2 separate regions of the Oryzias latipes genome follow, and region 1 is linked to region 2. The links are chromatin contacts, called in public Hi-C maps. All regions are on one chromosome and are shown on one strand. Each heading gives the region's core, a stretch centred on a gene start, on an enhancer-like site or on the middle of the called end of the contact. The rest is flanking DNA. Distances are from core to core; before and after follow the strand shown. Region 1 overlaps LOC101160155 (membrane-associated guanylate kinase, WW and PDZ domain-containing protein 3). Region 2 holds the start of LOC101160155 (membrane-associated guanylate kinase, WW and PDZ domain-containing protein 3).

What was found. A called contact is a pair of places that touch in the nucleus more often than the background predicts.
Region 1: a contact with region 2 is called in a Hi-C map of embryo, with 2.4 times the contacts expected there. The contact joins the enhancer-like site here to the promoter of LOC101160155 in region 2. A contact is called at or near these places in 3 of 5 Hi-C or Micro-C datasets (embryo and fibroblasts).

The regions. Positions count from the first base shown.
Region 1 is chr5:15,155,782-15,159,746 of ASM223467v1, reverse strand. It overlaps LOC101160155 (membrane-associated guanylate kinase, WW and PDZ domain-containing protein 3), which reads right to left. Exons shown (of 20, transcript XM_020703262.2): 9 at 2,741-2,932; 10 at 1,513-2,157. Among protein-coding and RNA genes, the nearest start is that of LOC105354097, 16 kb to the left of the region's middle. Within about 2 kb of position 1,991, at least 2 of the 8 cell types and tissues checked have an H3K27ac peak or open chromatin away from gene starts, as enhancers often do. A contact at or near this core is called in embryo, where this site is marked.
Region 2 is chr5:15,038,049-15,042,305 of ASM223467v1, reverse strand. It overlaps LOC101160155 (membrane-associated guanylate kinase, WW and PDZ domain-containing protein 3), which reads right to left and starts at 1,405. Exons shown (of 20, transcript XM_020703262.2): 1 at 412-1,405. The coding sequence starts at 718. lrig2 (leucine-rich repeats and immunoglobulin-like domains protein 2) reads right to left here. Exons shown (of 18, transcript XM_011475037.3): 18 at 3,241-4,257.

The DNA.
Region 1 (3,965 bases), core at 742-3,241, 120 kb before region 2:
TAGTCAATATGAAATATAATGGCAGTTCTTGAACTGACCACACAATGGAAACTGTCTGTAGAGTTAAAAGAGCTAGTGAAGGCACAGAAGATTCATGCGTGTAATACCATGACAGATAAATCTCTTTTTGGCCTGTGATAATTGTCCGGTCCACCCACATGTTTCGCATGTTTCATTTGAATTACTCAGATAGTCCTTCACCCACCGTCACTCCTCCTCAACTCCCCCCATTAATCAAATTAACAAATAGTCCTTCGGAGTCTGCATCCCTCAGGGCTTGGGCTAATGCTTGGCCCAATGAGACCCAATGTGAGGTAAATGGAGCCTGATGTACTGCAAAAAGAATAAAGTACTGCATATTTATTTGCCAAGCTATGAAAATCTTGGTGTATTCTTAAACTAAATCACACCTGTCTTCTTCTTAACCACAACAATGCTCATGATTCTCGCAAACACATACCGACAGGAAGCCTCTTCCATGCCAAAGGCCATTGTCTAATGAGGGTTTAAGCTGGCATTAGCTCTTTGGTTATAAAGACTGCATGAAGCTTAGCACATATCCTTCATAGATGGAGTCATGCAGTGCGTCAGTCGAGGATCACATGGGGGTGAGGTTGCAGCCCTGAGTGTGAGTAGTGTGGGCGTTTCAGAGATGATAGAAGGAGGTTAAGGCGTGGTTATGGGAGGAGGCCCTGGAGGACAGTCCCTCTATAGGCGTTTAGCCATGGACGTTAGTAAGGCCACGGCTATAGAGGCATGCAGAATTCCCTTGCGCTTTGCTGATGATCAAAGCCAATCCGGAGTTCATTGAGTTGCGCAGTGAGCCCCCTGGGGCAGCAGGAGATGTAAGCAGGAGACATTTGAAGGGTGCCTTCCCTCCTCCCGCTGCTGCTTGAAATCAAGCACATCCTCGCACTTATGTAATTCCTGCTTTCAGACTTGTAACAGAGTGCATTACGCCTCACTGGGAGTTGTCATAAACACGGGCATTTTGACTGGATGCACACAAGAGGACTGCTTGAAAAATGCTTGGGGTGTGCAGTTTGCATATGTAAAGAAGCTGCATATGACGGGAAGAAATATAGCACTGAAGGACCCAGTCAGATCATCATCTGCAGCAGCTAGAAAAGTGCTCTTGGATCTATCAAGTGGATAAAAAAGGCAGCAGTGATTTTTTTATGCAGGCTGCATAAAGTGGCATCACCCAGCCCTTAAAACGAAATCATGTGTTTTCACTCAGTGCCCCCCAAACCAACCACAGCACCATCTCACCTCCTGTCAGTTTCAGCACTATGATCTGAATTCCAACGGGCACTGCAGAAGTTGCATCAACAGTAACAGTACATTATGTAATGCACATGAGGGTAGAAATGAATGAGAATAACACATGGATACAATGAGAGGAAAAACAACAAGACAGGCAGGAGAGAAGCAGGGAGCAGAAGAACAGACGGATGCAAACACAGAACAAAGAGTGAGACAGAGAAAATATTAGTCGATTCAGCCTTTTACCTCCTCTCAGCACCAGTACGTTGACCTCGCTGCCCACCGGGAAGTCTTTGAGGATATCTACCACTTGTGCATGACTAAGTGTTTGGACGTTTTGTCTGTCAATCTCCTTGATTACATCTCCTTTCTGTAGACCACGGCACCACTGTGCATCCAGGATCATCTTCACCTTCTGGCCAAGTGGACAGTCCGCTATGGCAAACCCAAATCCTCCTGGTCCCTTGACCAGCGGCACGCTTACCAGTTCTGGCTGAAGCATTGTAGTGGCCACCTCCCTATCAGGCTGCCTACCATTTGGCACTGTGGCCACAACAGGGCGGCCGCTGGCATCAGTGGTTACGTAGTGGAGATCTTGTGAGGATCCGTGGAGAACATCCCCTTTTACAAGCAGTGGTTGTCCGTTGATGAGGGGCACAGCTGTCACCACCTCTCCCCCATGCAAACCCTGCTGGGTTTGAGCTCCGGGAGGAGGGGGAGGAGGGGGTAGCGGGTCATCACTGTTTAGATCGACATCAGGAGGAAGGGGGTAGCCGCGGCAAAGAACCATGTCTACATAATGGTTGATGGGAACAGACTGGAACATCTTTACCACCTCTGGATGTGTCCTTCCAAGCACGCACATCCTGTTAATTTCAACGATCACATCACCTGACACAAAAGGAAATGAAAAACTGAGTGACAAAAGGGAATACTTGCTCCAATTTTTAATCTAGACATAACTTCTTCTACATTTTCTTGCAAAGCTGTGCTTCCTTTGTCAGACATCACTCCTGTGAAATGTCCCTTTCCCCTTTGCAGCTGCTGTATTTCCACTTTGGCAGCCCTCTTTATTGCTTTTATTTCCCTTTATCTCATTCATTCCTGCTTCATTCTCCCCCTTTCAATCTTTACTTTGCTGTGCAGTCCTGAGCAGTACTCCCACAACAACTGCAGAGCAGAGACAATTGTAGATCCCTGTCACATTATACTCTCGAAACGATCACACCCAAACACACAGTTCAACACACACACAGCTTAAGGCACGACTCCCACAGTGATCAGACTGCTTGCTTATATACAACTGTGCTAGAGTTCATTTTACTATCTTATTGAACCCCTGGGATACTGTCAGGTTAAATGAGAACCATTAAGGTAAATTTAGCACCTCCAAGTGTCTCTGCAGAACATTCCTGTTTTGGCTTATTTCTCAAATGTTAATTTTTTTTTAGCACATAAACATCTCATTTCTCACCGGATGCCATCTTGTTGTCCTGAGCAGCAGGGCCATCGCTGAGCACATTCTTCACCTGCAGAAACTCATCTGTTCGATCCCCTCCAATGATGGTGAATCCAAAACCCTGTGAGCTTTTCTTCAGAGATGTGTGGTACAACTCTCCCTTCAGCTGGCTGGGGTCTGCAGTGAAACCTGGGGAAGCTCCTTTGCCTAAGAAAAAAAGAAGTATTGCAGATTTATGAGAGCATGACAGGCTTTCTGACTAAAATTCCCATTTAGAAAGTCCACCACATTTAAATGTAGCATTACAGATAAACCTATATATCTCTTTTAAAGACTGCAAAATCCATCCACCCCTGTGCTTAACTTTAATTACACGCATTGTGAGATGTGAATCAACATATTAATTAGTAAATTAAAGTTAATAGGCGTGATCCATATTTTAACTTGATAAACTCATCAACTGAGACCTTTTTGTGCAACCCTGACAAGAAATGAGTTGAGATAGAAAGATAAAAAGGCAAAATTGTAGCTTAAGGGACTAATTTATTCCCTTACCACCATTAAAAAAACTGTAGAGCAAGAGAGGGACATCACCTTTGACTAAAAGTAATTTGCTTTAATAGTTTTTTTTATTTTTGATTTCTGCCTAATTTAATCAATGATTCAGGCAAAAAAAGTTCAGAAACGTCAACTTTTTAAAGCTCCAGTATGGAACAGTTAAAGGGTAATGGTGACTTCAGTGTGAAGCAGCTGTGGAATATGGATTCAAAGGATGACCAACTCCTAGGGTTACCCTGCATAATACCAGACAATTTTATTATAGACCCAACAGTTACATTGACGCTCCTTGATGTTTTTTTTTCCTTTCTTTTCTTGTTTGACTCAAAAGCTTAAAGATACGGCGAATATCAGTCAAACCTCCTTTCATAAATTACATTTTTTATATGTTCATTCATTCATTCATTCATTCATTCATTCATTCATTCATCCTTTAAACCCATTTTGTCCCTTTCTGGGTCACTGGGCTCTGCTGGAACCTACTTGTGGGAGAAGACAGGGGACATCCTGGGCAGGTAATTTTCCAAAAACACCACATCCATTTCCATTGCTATGCGGATGACACCCAGCTCTATCTTTCCAGCCAACCCAACTCCACACTGCCTCCATTAGCACTGGTTGACTGCATCAATGAAGTCAAATCCTGGTTCACCTCAAACTTTTTAAAACTCAATAGCAATAA
Region 2 (4,257 bases), core at 156-2,655:
ATTATTACCATCATCACTCTTCGATCTCCCAGAGAAAGTGCTGAAGGAATTAGTCAATTAGATTTTATGGGACAGAGGGGCTCACAGAAGAAATCTGGGTATCCTTCAGGAACCAATGAATGGAGTAGTCATTGCAATATTCTGTATCTGCCAGTTTTGATCCAGTTTGCAAAACTTCCACTAACTTTATGTATAGCTTTGCCTTAAAATATGTCTAGAAAGATTGTGAAGTATTGCTTTATCACTTGTGCGTAACTCCTCTGCTACCCAGGCTGGCAGTAACAGGTCCCTGCTCTGTCTGCTGAGTCCTTTAGGATCACCATGAGAGTTGTTATGTTAGGTAGTAAGCACATATCCTACAATCAGAGCTGGAGTGGCACAGCAGCGCACAGGAAACAGAGGAGAACGCACCTGGTTTGACGGTCTTCAAGCGGATCGGCTCCCGAAAGTGGCGTATGACGGCCAGAGTGTCGCGGTTTGTAAGTCCACTGACAGGCGTCCCGTTTACTTCCAGCAGGACATCTCCGTAGTAGGGCAGCTTGCCAACGTGACACACAAGTATGTCCAGTTTCATCTGACCCAGGTAGGGGAACTGTCCGACTTCTGCTCCTCCTAACACCTCCACAACGGAGCCAAAGTCCCCCAGATTCCCCCATGACACGACGCACTCCACCACTTTGCTTGACCAGTGTTTCTTCTTTTTCAGCGTTCTGGACATCGTTTTGTTTAGTTTAAAATCCGAACTGAACTGATGGAAGTCAGTTATGTTAAATAAACGTAGAGTGACGCAGCCTGATAACACCCCCTGATCTGTTCTTTCGACCAGCTGGGAATGTCATCTCCTTGACATTGAGGAGGCTGATCTTCACCTGAGGATCGGACTCGGAGCTGTCATGCCACGGCTGAGCGCACGGCGGAACAAATCCAAGCGCGTCTCGTGCGTAAAGGAGAAGAACGTACAGCGTAGATGATTAAAAACTAAGACGATCGAGTGCCGTTTCCTGAAGCCATGTCCGCGCCTTTGACTCAACTGGACGAGCCGCCTGATGCCAAGCAGTCAAACCAAAATGTAAACATTAGACATCTGTCTGACTGGGAGGACGGTTGTGCTGAGTCTGTGTCGTCGAGGCGTTGTTGTGCGCCGTCTCCAAGAATTCCGTCGTACCTTTGGGCAGGCTGGGAAGAGCCGGGCGGTTCAGCAGTAGGTTGTTTACGCAGCTGAGTTCCACCCCTTAATGACTAAAGCGAGAGACATCCGCGGGAGTTTGTCTGCCACAGGTTTGAACACACCTGGTACCGCCAAGAGAGATGTTGCTACGCTCCAAAACGCCCCCTTACGCTCAGCAGCAGCAGTTGCCAGACTCATGACATGCGGGCTCCATCCCTCGGTGTGCTGCGGTAGGCTCATAACTCATTTGAAAAAGAAAAAGAAATAAAGAATCGCACGCAAAAGGAAAGAAAAAAAACATTATAACAACATATTACAATTTAAAAGCATTATAATGTATTTTAATATTAAAATTCCTGATATCTGTATTTATTTTAAAAGACTCATATTTCATATTAGGCCATACTTGCGTGACGTTTTTATAACAAAAGTACAACCAGCTGTTTTATAAATTGTATAATTTCTATAAAAACGCAACGTAAAAGCAAACGTGTGTAAATGTGTGTGTGTGTGTGTGGGGGGGGGGGCATTTTTCAGTGACCATAATTAATGTCTCCACAGCGCCACCCATTGATTTAAACATGGAAAGCAGAGGCGCAGTTCACTTCAAAAGTCCTTAATACCATAATTAATCAATGCGCTAATTACCTTCAGCCCATTAAACACAGACCTGTTTATATCAGCTTAAAAGGCCTTTCCCCCCTGTGTCCAAACTTAAATCCTTTGTTTTTTTTAAAGACATCCTCACATTAAAATGAATTGTTTCTTTTAAAAAACATAATAGTAAATACATTTTTTTTGCTAAAACATATTTTCATGGCTCTTTTTGTTTATTCCCCCCCCCCCCCCCCCCCCAAAAAAAAAACAATTTAGAATTTGGAAAATGTGTGACTCTTTATCAAGTTTGTACTGCAAGGACATATGACATCACCTCATCATGTCTTTTAATTCTTTACTTTTGGCTTCAATGCCACCGAAATTGCACTGAATTTCCTACAAAGCTTCTAATCATAATGGATGCCAAACTGACTTTTTCTCATACAGAAAAAAGTCTTCATGCTCACCTGTAATACGTACAGTATCTTCGTCTCAGTGCTCAGCTTTTGCATAAAAAAATGCCTCAACTGTGATTGGTTCTGTACAATTGTTGGTTTGATGACCAAAAGCTTTGCAAAAAGGGAACTGGTGCACATATGTTGGCGTTAATGCACATTCATCTGGCTCCTGAAATAAATGTTAATGTTTCTCAACCTGAAATAAATGGTGCTGGTAGCTTGTGCCAAAGCCTTCAGCATGATGAGTTTTGAACATTTGCTCACGCTGACAAACAGCCCAGTCAGACATCAGTGTGGTGTAGCCGTGTTCAGACGGATCCGTTCATTTTCTAACAGAGAACCAGGAGCATGCTGTCTCACCAAGCTGGAGTTGTCTCTGTTATCTGGAATTTGGCCCCCTGGTCTGCGTTTAAATTGCCGGCCTCAATAATCTGATAAATAATTCACAGGGTTGAAGGAGCCGATGAGAAAAGCAACCATGTGTCTGGAGCAAACCAGGGACAAGTGAGGAGGCTGTTCCCCAGAGAATCTGCTGGATTTCTGCAGCAGCAAAGACCTAAACGAGGCTTTTTTTATTTTCTCGTTGACGTCAAAACTAATGATGGCCAACAGTGTTTAAAGCTCATATTGGCTGGCTTTGAGCTGGCTTGACATGTCTAAATCCAGATTATAGTTGGCTTGGCTTCTTAACATCATTCCACTGTGTGTCCAGAAATAATGTTGCTAAAACGAGTGTGCTGTTATTATTTGTGACCCAAGTTCAATCCTGTAGGTATATCCAAATGCACTTTCAGAGACAAACAACACAGCACACCTGCAAAGACTAATCCGCTTTCTTTCTTCTTAATAACAACCAAATTGGCTGAGATTTTATTGTAATGGCTAACACATTGGGTCTCAATTTCAAATATCTAGATTGAGAAAATTGTATTAGTTTATTCCAAAATATTCTAAATATTAAAAACCAGAACAGAAGCAAACAGGATAGATTTGATCATGAACAAACCCACAGCAGCGTACGAGAAGTCATATTTAATATTTGAGTAAAGGTGGTGTAACAAAAGGATTCTTAGACATGCTTTACAGAATGTACAATTTAAAGTATAACAAAAAAAATGCAGCACTAAATATTAACATTGTAACAACTGCTAAACTTTGGTATAGTCATAGGAGGATCAAACAAATGCATAGGATGACTTTAGGCTGTGTTGCTGAAAAATACTGCAGGCTGAATTGATGCGACATCCAGCTCCAGTTAGGATGACTTCACAAGGCTTTAACATTTTTCTCATCACTCGATGGAAGGCATTGCACTGACTTTGGCCAGCAATAAAGAAGATAAAACTGTAATGGAAAGAGCATTGATCGGAGATTTTTTGGTCTTCAAATGGAAAATAAAACTGCAGTGATTTAAAAAAAACAAAAATCAAGCTTAGAATGTGTTGCACACATTTTGTGGTCCAAGTATAAATTCAACCAAACATAGGAGAGAAGACTCGAAAAATACAGAGCATGTCTGAGTACCACTGAGGAAGGAATGGTCCAAGGTGATTCTATACAACTATTCATAAAGTTGATCACAAAAATGAAAAGCTCAGGTGCCGCTACATCACACGGTGGCATTTCAATGCTGCATTTACACCTACAGAAGGATCAGGAAGCCGTTTTTGAAACTGCATGTAAGGTTAGTCACATCTGTAACCGTGAAGTGCAACAAGAGGATTCTCCAGGACGATTGTGAAATCTACATTCATTTACAGGAGAAACATTTCCATTTCTAGACTGAAGCACATCAACCGCCTGCTGACACTTTTCCATTTTAGAGAAAGCACCACCTGATCATATCAGTGTTTATACTGATATAAACACATACATGTGATGATGATGCAGGGACGATGTCAACTTACGTTAAAAAAAAAAAAAAAGGCTTTTTTTTTTAAATTCTAACTTCTCTGAAAATGTACAGGAGTATGGAACTCAATAGAGATCATTATGTACAAATACCTACATATATAAAATATTACAATACATTCT